Linked DNA regions of Sus scrofa: region 2 is linked to region 1. The links are chromatin contacts, called in public Hi-C maps. All regions are on one chromosome and are shown on one strand. The core of a region is the stretch at or near the end of the contact, and the rest is flanking DNA. Distances in the headings are between cores, read along the strand shown.

Evidence for each region. A called contact is a pair of places that touch in the nucleus more often than the background predicts.
Region 2: a contact with region 1 is called in a Hi-C map of liver, with 2.5 times the contacts expected there. The contact joins two enhancer-like sites. A contact is called at or near these places in 1 of 47 Hi-C or Micro-C datasets (liver) and 1 of 2 datasets of contacts at active chromatin or transcription factors (alveolar macrophages).

The regions. Positions count from the first base shown.
Region 1 is chr1:119,714,731-119,717,430 of Sscrofa11.1, forward strand. No RefSeq gene overlaps it. Among named protein-coding and RNA genes, the nearest start is that of MAPK6, 55 kb to the right of the region's middle. Within about 2 kb of position 1,316, at least 7 of the 83 cell types and tissues checked have an H3K27ac peak or open chromatin away from gene starts, as enhancers often do. A contact at or near this core is called in liver, where this site is marked.
Region 2 is chr1:119,912,640-119,915,438 of Sscrofa11.1, forward strand. The region is part of intron 1 of TMOD3 (tropomodulin 3); the gene reads right to left. Among named protein-coding and RNA genes, the nearest start is that of TMOD3, 35 kb to the right of the region's middle. Within about 2 kb of position 1,337, at least 26 of the 83 cell types and tissues checked have an H3K27ac peak or open chromatin away from gene starts, as enhancers often do. A contact at or near this core is called in liver, where this site is marked.

The DNA.
Region 1 (2,700 bases), core at 66-2,565:
CTGCGGGTGTGGCCCTAAAAAGAAAAAAAAAGAAAAAAAAATATATACATAGAGAGAGAGAGCGAGAGAGAATGGTACGACATTTAGCAGACATATAAGGAAATTTTTATTCTAGTTTAAAAAAAAAAAACAAAACCCTGAAAAAACACCCAAGAATTAGGTGGACTGAATTCTAGTCCTGATTCCACCAACCACCCAAAGCTGAGTGAGTTACCTAATTTCTCTATTTCTGTATCCTCAACTTGTAGATGGGGAAAATAACATCTGGTGTCCTTGACCTCACAGGGTAATTTTGAAACTCTCATAAAGGATAGAAGTATGCTCTAAAAAATCATCCAACAGGGATTTCCCATTGTGGCTCAGTGGGAACGAACCCAATTAGTATACATGAGGATTCTGGTTGGCTCCCTGGCCTTGTTTAGTGGGTTAAGGGTCTGGTGTTGCTGGGAGCTGTAACATAGGTTGGAGATGCAGCTCCGACCTGGCATTGCTGTGGCTGTAGCGTCGGCTGGCAGCTGCAGCTCCAATTTGACCCCTAGCCTGGGAACTTCCATATACCACTGATGCAGCCCTAAATCAAAACCTACTTAAAAATCATCAAACTCTCTATACAAATTGTAGATTTGAGACTGATAAAGCCATAGATTGTGCTGATGAACTCAGCAAGAGACAAGCCAGTGGAATCAATACCTGGAGGACCCCCGTGGGTCCAGTTGGAGAAGCTATCAGAATGGCTGACAGGTGACTAAAATATAAGTGAAAAGGGGCAAGTTATTAGCCTGTGATGTAGGCACACTGGGGACAGCTAGCTAAAAACGACCCCCTATCTGCCTTCCACTCTCCATTAGCGAGGGTTAACCCTCAGCAGTAGTGTTTCCTCAATATAACCCTGCTACCTGGCCATAGTTAACTGGGGGTGGGCTGATATGATTTTTTTTCAGAGAAACCTTGAATCAGAGAGAAAAACAGGCAGAGGGATAGACAGCCAGACAGAATTCTATACAACCACAACAGTTGCATTTGAAATTGGAGCTATGAGCAGCTTTCTTTGGACCAGGAAGCCTGGTTGGTCTAGAAAGAATGAGGCAGAGTTGGAAACTAGCTCAACCTTCCTTAAGTGTTGCTGGTGCCCTCCAGCCTGGTTCTGGTTCTTCCAGAGGCCCAGTTATTTGGGCTCTATGAGTCACCTTTGAATCCTGATAAATTTTCAAAGGTTAGCATGGTTTCTATTGCCAAAGATCCTTAACTAAACATATAATCTAGGTCTGGCTCATTTGGTGGGGTTACGATTAACAGGAATAGCACAGAGTCAGTTAAAAAATAAACCGTCTTGCACTGGCTTAACTGGGTCATGAATATATTGTGCAACCCTAACAGGTATAGTCATTCCAGCATAGGAAACAGGAAAATAGGCAAGCAGCTGAGTCAGGAGCAAGACAGTCATTAACCTAAATTGCACTCCCATTTGAAAATGTAATTCAGGATAATGAACCTCCCCGCTCAGATGACATTTTCTGTGAATTCTAACTGCTCTAGGGACTTCTGGTTAGTCCCAACAACTTGGAACTTGCTGGTTCTGGAGAGACACATCTAAGAAACCCCAAAGTTGCAGACTTCCCACTACACATTACAAGTTGAAGAGCCATGAACACTGTAACTTAACCTCCAAACTATTAAGCAAACCCCAGAAATTTCAATAGAGCCTCACTGCCCCTGAGCCCCATCGATCCAGAAGGAATTTAGAAAAGAGCAGTTATTTTCTTCATGGCTTCATACATTCAACAAATATTGAGTGCTTACCATGTGCCAAGCACTGTGTTAGGGGTTGGGGATATAGCCCTGAACAAAACCAATGTTGACCCAAGGAGCTTCTACGCTAAGTGGAGGGAGAGCGACAATAGAAAATCAGGATGTAGCATGTTTGTATACGTGCTAGAAAGAAAATTCAGGCAGAGCAGGTGTATAGGAGTGATGAATGAATTATTTTACATACACTGGTCAGGCACAGCCTCTGTGATAAGGTGATGTTTGGGCAGAGACTTTTTTTTTCCTTTTTAAGGCCGTACCCATGGCATATAGAGGTTCTCGGGCTAGGGGTCGAATCAGAGCTGCAACTGCCAGCCTACACCACAGCCACAGCAATGCCAGATATGAGCTGCATTTATGACCTGTGCCACAGCTCACAGCGATGCCAGATCCCTGAGCCACTGAGCAAGGCCAAGGATCCAACCTGCGTCCTCATGGATATTAGTTGGATTTGTAACCTGCTGAGCTACAATGGGAACTCTCTGAACAGAGACTTCTAAGAAGGAAAGGAGAAAGTGATGAAGCTTCTCTGGGCCAAGAGCTTTCCAGGCAGAGGGAAGTGCTAGTTAACACTCTGAGGTAGGAGTCAGTGGGAGCTGTGGGGCCAGAGCCATGTGAGTTTGGGAAGGAGTAATGGAACGGTCAGGTCCCTTGTAGACCTCAGTAAAAACCTACACCTTTACTGTGAGGAAGGGATTTTTTTTTCAGATTTTGAGTAACTAGAGGAATAACACAGTCTGATTTATCCTGGCTGCTGTATTGAGAATAATCTATAGGGGATCCAGGGAGACCAATTAGGAGGCTATTGCAGACATGACTCATGTGATGGTGAAGAAGCATGATGGTGGATTAGATCACATAGCAGGAATGGAAATGAGAAGTGGTCAGATTCTG
Region 2 (2,799 bases), core at 87-2,586, 200 kb after region 1:
ACTTAGTGGCATTCTTAGTCTGGGAAGAATCTGTTGCCCATTTTTATATTGTGTTATCTTTTAAAGAGAACAGATGCTCTTTACTCTGTTTTGGATACTAATCTTTGTCAGGTATATGTTAAAAATTTCTTCTTTCGGAGTTCCCGTCATGGCTCAGTGGTTAGCAAATCTGACTAGGAACCATGAGGTTGCAGGTTCGATCTCTGGCCTTGTTCAGTGGGTTAAGGATCCGGCGTTGCTGTGAGCCGTGGTGTAGGTTGCAGACAAGGCTCAGATCCCGCGTTGCTGTGGCTATGGCGTAGGCCGGTGGCTACAGCTCCAATTCAACCCCTAGCCTGGGAACCTCCATATGCCATAGGTGCAGCCCTAGAAAAGGCAAAATTCAAAAAAAAAAAAAAAAAAAAATTTCTTCTTTCATTTTAACTCTTAATAGTTTATTATGGTGTTTTCTAGGGGAAACATATCTAAGTGTTTTTCATTTGATTTTTTAAAGAATTTACTCCTTTGGCTTGCTTTTTCCTTTTCAAAGCATCAGAAAGGCAATTTCTTCAAATTTGGATTATGAAATTTTGCTAAGAGGCAAGGACTTCCAGATAATATACTCAAGTTTCCCAGAAGCTTTTATTCTGCTTCAGTATAAAGAATATGACCACTGTTCACCCTAACTACAGTTGCTCAAAACTCACAAAAAGTGTCCACATTCTCAGATTCTCTAACTTGATTGTAACTTCCCTCTCAAATCTCATCTTTGACTCATGATTATCTGCGTACTGACAATGAGCCACATAGTAGCAAGAGAAGCTCAGATTTTCTTTGGAAGGGAAGCTCTGGAAGCCTTAGCTTGGCTTTCTGTTTTGTAAATAACATGTCCTCCCTTGCTAATCCTTTGGCATCTATAAACTGGGAGGGAACAAATTCTGAATGGTTTCGACCAGCGTGCTAGAAAAATATTTTAAATCTATACTGGTTCTACAGGAAATTTTTTTCAATTCCTATGCTAATATAAAATACTTTTCATAAAAATACATTTTATAATTCATATAGTACAGAATAGATTTTTTTAAGCATAATATTCTCATAGTCATTTTTTAAAAGGTTGTATATAAGTAAAAATTAGTTTTGCCAGGTTAGGCAAACTTTCAGGCAAAAGTAAAGTTTTTAACTTGAAATTCTGGGATGATCAGACTGTTTAATTCTCATCCTTACTCACTTTTTAGAACAGTGTTTTCATGTTTTAGAGTGAAACAGAATTGCTTGAAAGGCTTAGGACACCACCCTGGGCCCCACCCCTGGTTTCCTGATTGAGTAAGTCTAGGGTAGGGCTGAAAATCTGCATTTTTAACATGCTGCCAGAGGGTGCTGATGCAGCTGGTCTGGAACCAGGCTTTGTGAGCCACTGCTCAGGAGGGGTGCAATTTGTAAATTCTGACAATTAGGTCTCACATTCTTATGGCAGTCTATCTTGTCCTACTCACAGGCCGAAGAACTTTGCTACAACACTCCCCAAAGTCTATGGGCACTGTTGTCATGATATGCTTTCCTTTTCACTCTGCCACTGCTTCACTAGATTTTAGTTTTCAGGGGCAATACTGAGGAACATAAGGGAACTCTTGGAATATTCTGGGCCCAAAGCCTTTTACTCCATTAACCAACTTTCTTTTTATTTATTGAAATGAACTGTTATTATTAAACAACTTCCTTTTCATTGTCTCTAGAATCCTCCTTAGTTTTCACAAAAGACTTCCAGGACCCTGCTAATTTCCAGATGGATCCTCAGCCATATCATGTCACATGTTTTTAACTTTAGCTTTCTATTTAGATGATCTTTAAAAATTAATAGCTATATTCTGGATCTTGTAGGTCACTTAAAACAAAGCACTGTCATGAGATTTCAGATGCCATATTTACATTTATATTTATCATTGCACCAGCACCATGCAGAACTGCTTTAATTTGTTCTAAGAGACAGCCTTAATACCTAAATGATACATTTGCACAAAACAGAGACAAAGCACTATGTATGTAACTGATGGTTTCTGAAATCCATTTGTTTCAAACCTTTGTTTCAAACAAAGAAATATCATAGGAAAGTTACGTCTGCACATGGTAAATGGCAGGACAGGCACAATGAACTCAAAGAGAACTGAAGCAGTCAGTACCATATTCCCATGAATGGCAATTTGCTTTCTGCACAAATCATCAGCTAACACTGGGATCCACAATGACAATGATTTTTTAAGAGAAACACTACTTTATTTAACCAATTTCCACTTATTTTTCTTCTTCTTCTTTTTTTTTTTTTTTTTTTTTTTTTTTTTTTGGCACACCTGTGACATATGGAAGTTCCTAGGCCAGGGATCGAATCCAAGTCACAGCTGTGACCTATGCCAGATCCTTAACCTCCCTCACCACAGCAGGAACGCTGGTCTCACATTTTTTAATAGAGTAAGGACTTGACACTGACTATACTTAAAAAAACAAAACAAAACTGGAACTACAAGATTCAGTGATAGAGTCTCTAATATTTGAGGTGCTAACCTTTATTTCATCATTATTTCAACAAGGCAGGCTCAAAGTTCAGCCTCTTATTTGTTCTCTCTTTAATGCACACATGTGATCATGCTGTTCTCCGGTTCAAAAACCTAATCTAGATGCATAGTACCTTCAATGGCATTAAGCAAATTATAGTGTCAGTGGACCAATCTGGCCTGCTGCCTGTTTCTATATACAATGTTTTACTGCAACACAGTCACATTCATTCACTTATGCATTACCCATGGCTGCTCTTATGCTACAATG